2 separate regions of the Mus musculus genome follow, and region 1 is linked to region 2. The links are chromatin contacts, called in public promoter capture Hi-C maps. All regions are on one chromosome and are shown on one strand. The core of a region is the stretch at or near the end of the contact, and the rest is flanking DNA. Distances in the headings are between cores, read along the strand shown. Region 1 holds the start of Otx1 (orthodenticle homeobox 1). Region 2 holds the start of Grb10 (growth factor receptor bound protein 10).

What was found. Promoter capture Hi-C pulls out the DNA fragments that hold promoters and counts their contacts.
Region 1: a contact with region 2 is called in a promoter capture Hi-C map of second pharyngeal arch cranial neural crest. The contact joins the promoter of Otx1 here to the promoter of Grb10 in region 2. A contact is called at or near these places in 3 of 39 promoter capture datasets (cranial neural crest, frontonasal cranial neural crest and second pharyngeal arch cranial neural crest) and 1 of 484 Hi-C or Micro-C datasets (embryonic stem cells).

What each region holds. Positions count from the first base shown.
Region 1 is chr11:21,999,972-22,003,192 of GRCm38.p6, reverse strand. It overlaps Otx1 (orthodenticle homeobox 1), which reads left to right and starts at 1,542. Exons shown (of 5, transcript NM_011023.3): 1 at 1,542-1,645; 2 at 2,004-2,071. It overlaps Gm32517 (a long non-coding RNA gene), which reads right to left. Exons shown (of 3, transcript XR_003949861.1): 3 at 2,609-2,759.
Region 2 is chr11:12,035,726-12,038,915 of GRCm38.p6, reverse strand. It overlaps Grb10 (growth factor receptor bound protein 10), which reads left to right and starts at 1,496. Exons shown (of 17, transcript NM_010345.4): 1 at 1,496-1,724.

The sequences.
Region 1 (3,221 bases), core at 293-2,792, about 10 Mb before region 2:
GCTTTCAGCTCCAACTTCAATTAGAAGGAGTTGATTTTGAGAGACCAACAAAAGAACCGACCAAAGCCTTATTAAAGGTCCTAAGAAGATCTCTCGGTCCTTTGAGAAGCAGTTAAGGAAACAGTGTGCCCTCCGTCATATTCTGTTACCGTATTTTATTCGGACTCCAAAGAAAAGTGTCGCGTGGGGGAGGGGAGAAGCACTTTGATGAGCGGCAGTCGCGGCCCTTTTCACTCAGCGGGCTCCCCCCTTCCTTCTGGTCGCCCCGCACCCGGTCAGCGACCACAGCGGACCGCGCGGCCTGGGCATCGCGGTGCTCCGCTCTACCTTGCTCTCGGCGGCTGCCGAACTCACCCACGCACATACTGTGGTTCAAACTTTTCGCCCGCCTGTTGGGGTGAGAACGGCAGAAGATGAGGAAAAAGAACTAGGAAAGAGTGTAAGTGTGGTCCCTAGTATTCAGTAGGAGATGCCATGTAAAAATATTGCCTTGTTCGGGGTTGGGCCGAAAATACTCTTCCCTCTCGCTTTGAAAAGTACACACAAGAAGACGATCTCAGCAAGTTTATTCGGCTGGAAACTGGGGTCTGCCAGTAAGAACAATCCGGGGAAATTGTTTCGAGGAGGCTCCTCCAGTAAGGTGTAGAAAATGAAGTGAGAGGGATCGGGGTGTGTAGCCACATTTTCCACCAGACTGTTCGTTGTAGGTGGAGATCTGGAAAGACTGACAGATTGTGAAAAAGAAAGTTTTCTATCAAATCCATGAGAGAGAGAGAGAGAGAGAGAGAGAGAGAGAGAGAGAGAGAGAGAGAGAGAGAGAGAATGTAAGGAGATTTGAGTTCCAACGGTTCCGAAGAAGCTTTTAGGACTTGCGAACACCTTTGGTGAGACTGCCTGGGAGCCCCTGGAAACGCTGTGCAGCTGGGAATTGGCGGCGCCTCCCCTGCCGGTGCTCTTTCTGGGCGCAAGAGTCCCGGGTCGCCGCAGGGCGCCCTGCGCGCCGAGAGCTGCACCCCCACTCCCGGCTCCGCTCAGCAGCCCGCGCCGGCGGCGACCGCTGGTTGTGGGGGAGCGGAGGAGGAGTTGCTGGGGCCCCAGGGAGCATCAAGGAGTGCCAGGGGCCAGCACGCCCCGAGTCCTCGGCCTGGGAAGCCTGGCTCCCACAGTGCGGCAGAGCCTGGCGGCGCGCGCGCGCGAGCAGGAACCGGTTATCCAGCAGCTTGACGCCACTCCTCCGGAGCGCGGCCCGGGCAAGGGGAGGGCGGGGGCCCTCGGGCGAGCCTTGGGACCCGGGGCCCCCTCTGTGCCAGCAACTCCGGCGCAGCCTTCGCCCTCCTCAACTCGTTCTGAGCGGAATTTGCCAACCTAGACCCAGAGTTAGCGCGCGACCGGGGCGGGGCCGGCGCGCGGGGAGGGAGGAGGTGGGGGCGAGGGAGGGCGGGGGCGCGCGGAGGTAACCCGGGCTCGCCATTGCCCAGCTCCCTGTCACTCAGTCCGCTCTAGGCCCCCTATTGGAGGCCGAGCCCCGTTACGCACTCGCCTCGCGTTCACATACCCGGGGAGGGCAGTAGAAAGGTGATCAATCTTCATCAGGCTACATTTCCAATCACCTAAACAACCGAGCAAGACAAGCCACTCCGACAAGGTAAATTGCTTGATTTATTTAGTTTGCCAAGTGACTATGCAGGATTTCTCCAGTCCCTACCGCCTCCGGCTTGCTCCGAGAGAGTGCAGCTGCCAGCGCAAGCCACCTCCTAACTCTGTCCCTCGAACACCCCCTACTCACCCACCCCACCCCCCGGGTCCCGGGCGAGGCCAGGTCTTGAGAGGAAAAGCATGTGGGACTTTGCAACAAAGTGTTTGAGCAATAAAGTGAAACCTGGAGGTACACGCACAGAGCTCCTAGAAAAAATGCAGGAGACGGGAAGAGGGAAGTTGAGGGAAGAGGAAAGCCTAGGGTCCCGCCGTCTCCGGGGTAATACCTGTGCGCCTCCGTTTTGCAGGTTGGCTGCCGGCGAGTCTCGGTGAAGGCGAGAGGTAGATGGTGAAAAGCCGCGACTGCGGAGGGCAGGTAAGGAGGGAGTCGCCGGGCCGCGCGCCACCCCGGGACGATGGTGGCCCCTCTCGTCTCCCCGTCCTCTAATCGACCCCCGCTACCTCTGTCCGGGGCAGGTGGGCGGGGTTGGAGTGAGAGGCCGGGCGCCCCTTGGCTGCCCTGGGGACCCCAGGCCGCTCGGGAGCCGGCCGCCCCCTCCCCCGCCTCCTCCGAAGCTGCGGAACTGGGCTGCTAAGTTAGACGAAAGTACTCGAAAACTCACACCGCAGCCGGGCTTAGCCGCGGAGGCTGCAGGCCTGTGGCCCTTCGGCCCAAGCTCTTTGAATCCTTCCTTTCCGCCTTATGTGCTCGCTGACCTCCCCCCACCCCCTTAGTCTAGGCTGAGGGTCCCCCAGGGCTGAGGCGGGGAAAGGAGTTGGGATGGGGGAGCTGCTTTAGTTTTACCTCCCTTTCTCCCCGGAATCTCCTACCCTTGGGTCCTGGGATGTAGCTTCAAGCCCCCCGCCGGTCCCAGTCATACTCCCAGAACCCCTTCTTTTGCTGGAGCAGAGCTGCGTGGGCTCAGAGTGTCTGCGCCGAGCCTCGCCCTCCCGGTCGGCTGTGCGTGAGCTTTACAACCTGAGGCCTAGTTCCTTGCTCTCCATCGGGTTCATATAGGACGGCCGATGCGACGCGACCTGGCACGCTAGGCCTTCCAAAATCCCTAGAATGTTTGGGGCGCTGGGTTGGCCATCAAATTCTGGTGGGACTCGGTGTGCTTAGCAGACTTGGTAGAAAGAAGGCCCGCCTGTGCGAGCAAAGGAAGAGGGGTGACCGCCTCGGAGGTACCCCTGACCTTGGGCGGCATCCTGAAACTGCCACTTCTACTGTGGTGCCTTTGGCGTCTTCTTGCCGCCTTAGCCTGGCCTGGGCCGCATCTACCCTGGAGGTGCGGTGGGATTCCTGTTCAGCTATCTCTTAGTGCTAGGGGCCCAGAGAGGTCAACTAGAAAGGTGATTGCAGGCTCTGGGGTAGGAGGCAGCGCTGGAGATCTTTGAAGAAATGATGTGGCCAGTGAGCCTTGGCGACCCAAGGTGTATTCACCTTGGGCCTCTGTATTACTTGCCATTTTGTCCCTCTTTCAAAAATATTTCAAACTAAACGAAATAACCCGGTATCTCTGTGC
Region 2 (3,190 bases), core at 247-2,746:
GCAACATCAATATGTAGAGGGCTGAAGGGTCCACACTGTTTGGAACTTACCAACAAATCGATTCAGGGGGGAAAAGTATTGCGAAAGTATGTAGAAACTTTCAAACCTCTGTAAAAGTTCCCTGACCCGACAGGCTTTGTGTCCGGTGCAGTATGGATCGTTGGTGAGACCCTGCAGGAAAACTGTAAAGTTTGAAGCCAATCAACTTGGGAAAAGTTAGCCCAGTTTTCTCTGCTTCGGTTCGCTTTTGAGTCCTTTGTCTACAAAAGACTTCTTGTGTTCCTTTCCCCGGGAATCTAAGACTTATTCACATCCTTTTCTCTGGATTTTCACCTTGTAGGTTTCTGAGTCTTGGACCAACGGCCAGAAATAAGAGTGAGTGTTCAGTTATAGGAAAGGAAAAACTTTTCATTGATTACATCAATCTGAGGTCGGAAAAACCACTGTTAAAAGCAAGAGGTACCGAGCCGTGCTCAAAAAGAGCGTCGGACAATGCACACAGCACAGCTTTCAAATCTTTGCCTTGCTGTGAGCCCACTCCCAGCTTCTCGACTTTCTAGAAGTTACTTTTAAGAAGTTACTTTTTAGGCTCAGTCTCTCTACTTTCTACAGTTGTTCTAGGAACAAACCTCAGAGGCCTGAGTGAGGGAGAAGAAGGAGAATTCACAAATGTTTCACACCACGTGTCTTCTCAACTACGGTGATTTACGGTCAGGGCTGCTTTTACAAAGCCGAAACTCAAGAAAAAGGTGTAATTATTGGTAGCCTATCTGTACTAGAAAAGCGACACAACATTAAGAATTATTTCGAAGGGGCCGATCAAATTAGCCCGTTGCCTTTTCGTGGGTCACTTTAGAAACCGGGCACGGCCCGTCTGGGCTTTACTTTCACGAGGGCCCCACTTCAGAGGTAAAGGACACGAGGCTTGCTCGGCTGCCTCAAGAAAACAATGAAGGGCCTCTCAGGCTTCCCTCCTTCGGCTACTCACACGCAGCTGGCGAAACTGAGGCTGAGAAAGGTGAGGCTCGGACCCGACCCGCCGTGAGCAAGCCCGAGTTTCCTTGTCCGGGCCCGGGGCTGCCCACGACGGTGTCGGGCGGCCGCAGCCCAGGAAGAGTTTGAACTGTGCGGTTGGGGAGTACTTTCTGAGTTTCGAACAATTCCCTTCCGAATGGCCCTCGGGACAGGTCCGGTCGGTCTTCCGCCGGCGCGGCCGCGCACCGGGGCGGTGGCGTGGCGCCGGGGGTCCCGCGCGCTGCAAGCATGGTGGGCGCGCTCCCGCCCGGGCGGGAGAGCATCGTGCCACGCCAACCCCGCGAGCCCGCGCCCCCCGCGCCACGCCCTGCGCCCAGGCCGCGGCTCCTCCCGCGCTGGCGGCCGCCGAGCGGTCCGGGCGGCGGCGGGAGGAGGAGCAGGAAAAGCGGCCGGGGGAGGAGGAGGCGGAGGCGGCGGCGGAGGCGGGGAGGGCGGGCGGGGCCCGGAGAGTTTAAAGCCCATCGAGGGGGTGGGGTGCGGGGAGGCGGCAGGAAGGGAAGGGCGCTGCGACCAGTGGCGGGCGGGATTCGCGTTCCGAGACCCACGGGAGCACGAAGTTTCCGCGCACCGTCTCACGCACGGCGACTGGGACCGTCCAGTGTCCGGCTTTGCCTTCGGTTTTTCTCCGTTGTGACTCGTGCAACGTGTGGCCAGCGGCCACGCGGAGGCGACGAGGAGCTGCACGTCAGGTAGGAGTTGGGCGGGGAGCCGCGGCAAGTTACTTTTGTGGTCCGCGCCTCGCGGGGCCCGGCGGCCGGGCGGCTCCCCGCGCCGTCATTGTCTGCGCTCGGGGCCGCCCGCGATCGGGACGCGGGGCCCCGCGAGGCGCGGCGGGCGGAAGGGCGTCGCCTTGGGGGGTCTGGGGGGCTGCGGCGCCCCGGGCCCCCGGCGGGGCGGCACGGGATGGCGGGACGGGGCGGCGGGCGCGCGGCTGCGGCGCCCCGCAACGCTCTCCCCTGCGCTCCAGCCCACGGGGGGAGGCGCGGGGCCCCGAGCGGCACATTCTTGAGCCGTCTTGTCCGACGGCGACGGCTCGGGGGGCTCGGGCGGGGGCTGCGGTCACGGCCGCGCTTTCAGGGGCCACCGCCCTGGAGGAGGGTGGGCGCCCGGGGGTCACCGGAGAAGCGGGTGCTCCCGCTGCGCCCCGGGCCTCGGCGCGCGCGCCAGGCGGACCGGGCAGCGGTGCCAGACACTCCCAAGTCCCAAGCGAGCGCGGCCCGGACCGCGGCCCGAGGTTCCGTACCCCCCCACACACACTCCCCAACCCCCACCCCTTTCTTTCTTCGGGTCTGTTAGTGGCCCCGCTACCCGTCGCTGGGGCCTAACACCAAGTTTGAGGGCTCACGAACTAGCAGCCCGCCAGCGGTGGAAACGTGATAAGAGCGGTACCGTTTGCAGAAGGAAATTTCTGATGCAACTCTCTGCCTTTGCTGATTGCCTCTCCAAACGCCTGCCTGGCGAGGGCCTGCGGCATGTGCGTTATGGAAATTAGGGTATTCTTCACTTTGGAAAAAAAAATGTATTTGTCTTTTCTTGGCGTTGGAAGAAACCCCGCGAACTTCTTTTCATTTGCTTTGACCGAAAAGTAGGAGAGCCACAGGTGATTTTTACAAGGCTCTAGTCCTTTAGGATGTTTTTGAAAAACTCTTTTTTTGTAACTGTTTCATTCAAGAGATGCAAAGAATAAGTCCAAAACAAGTAGCATTAGTGAGTAAATATGTGTTATTGCACAACTTTCCCTTTGCGGCTGTTTAAAAGGCCAGGCCCAGAAGACTTTGTTTCAGAAAATGCTGATTCAGCCATTTGGAGCCCCTGAGTTTCAGAAATGGTGCTCAATTTAACGTTTCGCCCTGCTTTACCAGAACTCCAGTCATTAAAATTCCCCCCCCCACCCCCCGCACCCCTGCGGGCACACACTAAGGCTAATATTTTAGTGAGGTTCCTATTTTACAGAAGTGGACCTCGAGTTCTGGATTTCTGCAGCTGAGGGAATTGTGTAAGGCAAAGGATGAAGGAGTCTGAGAGTATTTCACCAAGAGTGCTGCGGTCAAATGTGCTCCCAGGAATGAGTCTTGCCTACCAAATTTTGATCTTAAAAAAAAAATCAAAACTTTAAGATTAGTGAACATACTTTTTTTGAGTTTTACTGGGAACC